Linked DNA regions of Sus scrofa: region 1 is linked to region 2. A link is a contact called in public Hi-C data. All regions are on one chromosome and are shown on one strand. The core of a region is the stretch at or near the end of the contact, and the rest is flanking DNA. Distances in the headings are between cores, read along the strand shown.

What was found. A called contact is a pair of places that touch in the nucleus more often than the background predicts.
Region 1: a Hi-C map of heart right ventricle shows a contact between it and region 2, with 4 times the contacts expected there. The contact joins the enhancer-like site here to the promoter of FAM46A in region 2. A contact is called at or near these places in 1 of 5 promoter capture datasets (liver) and 5 of 47 Hi-C or Micro-C datasets (embryonic fibroblasts, fetal heart ventricle, fibroblasts and 2 more).

The regions. Positions count from the first base shown.
Region 1 is chr1:84,743,710-84,746,409 of Sscrofa11.1, reverse strand. No RefSeq gene overlaps it. Among named protein-coding and RNA genes, the nearest start is that of FAM46A, 200 kb to the right of the region's middle. Within about 2 kb of position 1,254, at least 3 of the 83 cell types and tissues checked have an H3K27ac peak or open chromatin away from gene starts, as enhancers often do.
Region 2 is chr1:84,543,534-84,546,295 of Sscrofa11.1, reverse strand. FAM46A (protein FAM46A) reads right to left here and starts at 1,263. Exons shown (of 3, transcript XM_013992805.2): 1 at 844-1,263; 2 at 36-600. The coding sequence starts at 563.

The sequences.
Region 1 (2,700 bases), core at 5-2,504, 200 kb before region 2:
AAATATTTCAACAATGATGGTTTTAAATATCTTCCAGTAACAATTAGGAATTCTGGTCTTTAAAAAGTCACTTTTTTTTTTCAAAGATAAGTAAAATACTTCAGATTCAAACTTAAGCCTGAAAGAAGAAACAGAATGAATTAAAGATTTCTAGTAGGCTCTACACAGTTGACAACAGATGAAATCATTGTCTTTTACTCCTACTTGGGAAATGAGTATTATCTTCCCAAACGGGTGTCCATACAACTAAAATTAAAAGGTATTTGAAGAACTTAGGAAAAAAAGAAATCACCTGATACATAACTCTCACTCAGTAGATATTTGTTGAATTTAACTCTCACCTAGTAAATATTTGTTCAATTAACACATCTAATCTCAGGTACAAGTCCATATGACTGCTTTGATTAAATTATTACAAGTTCTGTTAAGCAGATTCAGAATTAGTATAATTGGTCTTTCTTGAGGTGGTACAGCAAAATGGAGAACACAGACTTTAAAAGATAAAATTCTGATTCAATTACTCCTCCAATTCTTATTCAATACATGGTAATAATATTACCGATTCGTGTGCCTGATGTGAAATGTGCAGTGAGGCCAAACAATAGGGAAATATCAGAGTTTGGAGCAGGGAAAAGTTTTCCGCAGGGCCATGCAAGGAGACAGGTGGCTCACGCCTTAAAAAAAAAAAAACAAACTCCTGGAAGTCTTTTAGCAAAGCCTTTTATAGGAAAGGTGAGGGAGGGGTGTGGTTAGTTGTTGCAAACTTTTTGGTGTTGGATCCTTTGTTCTTGCAGCTGTCCATGTAGGTCAGGTCATGATGTTCTTGTAAACCTCAATCAAAACAAATGATATTCTCTGTTCTGAAACTTTTTATCTAAAGATGTAATATACAAGAAAGGGAGGGACAGGCATTAAATTCTGTCTCCAAGCATCCTTGGCTTTTAATACTTTACATTTCTCATAAACAAAGCAAACAAATCCCATAAGCAAAACAGCATCATTATCCCTCATCTTACTTGTTCAAGGTCCCAAGCAAGACCAGAGGTCCTGGCTAAGAGGAAGCGGTCCCTTCACAGGCTGGTTACCCTGCCTGGGAATGTTTGTCCGGCATCCAGTCTAGGTCCTCCCACCAGTGTCCAGGCCCAGATCTCAGTTGGCGGCACCCTCCAGGCCAGGTGCCCAGACCCTGCCCAGCTGTCATCACTGCCCTTGCTAGTGCCCAGGAACTAGTCAGCTCTCAGCCTCTTCAGGCCATCCAAACAGTGGCAGGGTCCCAGAGAAAGCTACTCAGGGAGACTGCTCCCACCCTCAGGTCATGGACATGGGGCCTGGGCCTGGCTAAAGGGCAGCCCTGGTGGCAAGGACTCTGGAGCTCTTTAGGACACAGGCCTCAGGGTGTCTGCGGGACCTCTAGCCTACCCACCAGCCCAAGGCTGAAGGACCTTAGGGAGAAGGTGGAGATCCATTTCTCACCACACTCTTTCTACCATGAGGACCACTGCCTGAGACTGTGGCAGAGTGGGGCCTCTAACGGTCATGTGCTAACGGTTGCCCATGCTACTGAGTATGCACCTACCCTGTTATAATAACTTGTTTCATCTTACTAAACCTCAGTTTCTGCTTCTGAAAAATGAAGATCATAGCACCTATCTCTTTGGGTGAAGTCAAATGTGACCGTGAGTTAAAACAATAAAGACTGTAGTGGTTATGTCTCACCTGTTATTTATTGCTGTATTAACCAATAGCTTTTTAATGGTATTCAAATAAAATGTAAATGTATCACAATTTCAAACTACTGTTAAACCATAATAGAAGAAATTCAAACTTTCTCTTGATAAAGAATGAATGATGCTACATGATGTTGCCTTTTCTATTGCTAACAAATCAAATTTGGTTTGCTTTACACATATTGAATTTCAGGGCTCCTTCTAGGGTACTTGAGGTCAGCATCATGTGCCCGAATTGCTCAGAGTTTAAGTTAGGTAAGAAGATCCTTGCTCAAAAGCAGGGCAGGCAGGTCTAGTGATTTCTAGGACCTAGACTGAAGAAAGTGCCAGTTAGAATTAATTTTACAGATGCTATTTATGAGTACAGACAGCTAGAGAGTCCTTGAAGAGGGGTGGGCAGTGTGAGCCATTATTCTCAGTGAATAACCTTTCTTGCAAAGGTGGACAACAGGTGTGATAATCATGGAAATGACAGAGAAGGATGACTCATTGTATTTTAATTTACATTACTTTTGGTGGGTAAGAATGTTCCAATTCAGGAGGGAGATTAAAAGCCTCTATTATTTCTTTGGCAGCTCTTTTTGTTTGTTTTTGACCTTGCTTATCTCCTAAATTAGATAAAGTAACAGAAATGGAGGTGAGGTTCACAGAGAAACTCAGATAAGAGAAAAGCCTGTGAAAATTCTGCCTGAGTAGGTTGGGAGAGCTGCCCTGAGTGAAAGAAGTGTGATCCAACTGTCACAGACTGAACAGAAGAAGAACCAGGGCATATAATAGCTATTTCCTTTTTACATTTTTTTTTCTTTTCAACTCAAAGACTAGTGATGGGGGAGTTTTTCAAAATATTTGAGATTTTTCTCACCTAGAAAATCCACTAAGATGTTCAATCTCTTCCAAGGCAAGTAAGACTTGAGATATTTATTTCCCCTTTCAACTCGTTACATTACTTTTGTTAAAGAATCTTAAAGACTAT
Region 2 (2,762 bases), core at 14-2,513:
GCCGCGGGCCCCCGGCCTCTCTCGGGTAGCTTTACCTTGAGCGTGAGTGGTGTGATCTTCTCCTTGTTCACCCCTTCGGGTAAGAAGTCCAACAGGCAGTCCAGCACGACGTCCTTCACAGTCTGAAACTCCTCTTCCCCACGCAGGTCGGCGCAGAAGATTAGGTCCAGGTCCTTGTAGCCCAAGCCGCTGTCCTGGTGCAGGACGTGGCTGGCGGCCGAGCCGTTGAGGCGCACGTCGCGGACGCCAATGCGCTTCTCGGTCAGACGCCGCCGCACCACCTTCACGATCAGGCTGGGCTGCAACTCGAGCGTGGGGAAGTTGCCGCGCCCGTGGATCGGGATGGTCTCGCTCAGGATGCCGTCCAGCCGCTGCACTTGCTCCCAGTTCAGCACGTTGCAGTGCGCCGTGGGGCTTTCGCAATAGTCCAAGCAGTGCCCGCCGCCGAAGCCGCCGCCACCGCCGCCGAAGTCGCCGCCGCTGAAGTCGCCGCCAAGGGGGATGTAGGGACCGCCAGCCAGCTCGTCCTCGGCCATGGCGAAGTACCCTTCGCCTTCCGCCATGAAATGCCCGCCGAATGCCACTTGGCCCTGGTCAGTCCTAAAAGAAAACGGGGGTGGGGGGAGCGCGGTGAGGACGCGCGGCGGCGGGGCTGAGCCGGGCCCCCGGAGGAAGGAGCGGCCCCCTCCTCGTTTCGCCTCCCGCCTCGGGAGCTCCCGGAGACGCGCCCGCCCCAGGCCCCCCAGCCCCCAGCCGCGCGCGCCGCGCCCCGCAGAACAGCCCCGCACCAAAAGTATCTCTGATGCATCTGGAAAGCGCAAGCGGGAGTCCCGTCTGTGTCACCTGGAGGCGGCCGCCCCTTCTAGGAGCGCGGCGATGGAGGAACTGCGAGGCGGCAACACTTCCAGGAGCCGCGAAGACGCTCCCGGCAGTGGCGAGCGACTTAGTCCTTTCCAGACCCCTGCCGCCTGCGCCGGCCACTCCCGCCCCTCGACCCCGCCCGCGCCTCAGCCGCGGTGGTCCCAGAGGTGGCGGCTCCTGCTGTCGCTGCCGCCGCCGCACACGCTCCTGTCTCTGGAGCTTTAGCAGTTGTGCGGGCGAAAGGTCTCCAGTACTTTTTTTATACCGTGGCCGCTTGGCGCTTCCGGGGCCCGGCGCCGCATGCTCGCCACACCCTCCTCATCTGCATAGGGAGCCGCCCCCGCCCGCCCAGCGCCCGCGGCGGGAGCCCAGCAGAGCCGCGCTCCTTGAGGACCGGTCCCCAGGGCGCGAAGCTGGAGGCGGTGCGTGAGTTCACTTTAGTTCCTGTAGGTAGATTTGATGTAGGGACGCCCACCCACCCACGCCTCTCTTCCTTTTCCCCAAGGAGGAGACACTTCAGATACTTCAAGAGTCCTCACTGGCCCTCAAAACCGGATCAAGGCGAAAATCGCGTAACTGCTGAAACTTCTCAAAATTCTCGCCGGATGCGGCTCGTCATCAAAGCTTAGTGACGGGGGCTCCAGAGGGTCTTCTTGACCTCCCTTTTAAACAGTGTGTGGGGTAGCACTAGAGCGGTTATGGCATTAATAAACTCGGCCTCAGTGTGAACTAAGGGGTCCACTTCCCCGTGCCAATCAGTGTCTGCGCGCAACGGGCAGGGCAGGCTCCCCGAGTTTCGTTTCTTCAAACCTCAGGCGGCGCGCCGGGCTGGGGTGAGCCAGAGGAGCGCGGGGGCGGAGCCGAGCGTGCGTCCAAGCCCAGCGCACCCGAGGCTCGCGGCGGCCGGGAGCGCGGCTCGGGCCAACGCGCGTCCCCGAGCGGACGGCCGGGCGGGCACGCTGGCCTGGAAACGCGGGGCGCAAGGGGTGGGCGGCCGCTAGGTCGCGGGGCCGGAAGCTCGGCTGAGCGTTCTTCCATCCAGAAGCTGAGGAGGTGAAGCGCGTTCCTCGCCGGCAACTAAGGTTTGCGTTGTTCAAGTGAATGCACATGTCAGGGTGAAGTGAGCGAGTTTTCCACGACCCGCGAAAGCACGAGTTTAAAGTCTGCGACCGTCCCTCCTCCACACCCACAACTCCCGGCGCCTCCGCGGCTTGAAAGGAGTGTGGCCTTACCTCCGCGGGCACTAGCGCTCGAGGCCCGCGTTTGCTAGAAAGCGCCCCCTTTCTTCCTGCCGTCAATTCTGGCCGCTCGCTACCCTTTTCCAAACTGAGAGCCACTTTCCTTCGTCTTGAGGCCACGGCGGGGACAGAGGCGGGCTGGATACTCCCGCCCATGGCCCCGCTCGACCCCAGCCGCCCGGCCTGCAAGGAAGCATAGCCCTCCCTCTCCGGGCTGGGGAGCCCGGGCCTCGTCACTAGGGCCCCGCTCCCAGCAGGAGGCGGGGAGGCGCGGGTCGGGGAGGGGGAGAACAGTCACCCGCGGAGCAGCCAGCTGCGGGGCAACGCCGCCCCCTGCTGGTGCCCTGCGGAGCTGCGCGCCTAAGCGTAGGCACCCGCTGGACCTCAGAGGGAGGCCATCATCCCTAAGCACTTGTCCCTGGGCGGGGGACTGAGAAAGGTTCGCTAGGACGACCATATAGTTTTCGTGAGCCCATCGCTTATTCCGAAGCACACTCCTGCATCCAGTCTTCCAAGCGTGAGTGCATCCATTCTACCTAGGCATTAAGAAAAATCATAGATAGGAGTTCCCATTGTGGCCCAGTGGGTTAAGGACATACCGTGGTCTCTTTTAGGATGTGGGTTCTATTCCTGTCCTTGCTCAGTGGGTTAAGGTGTTGCCAG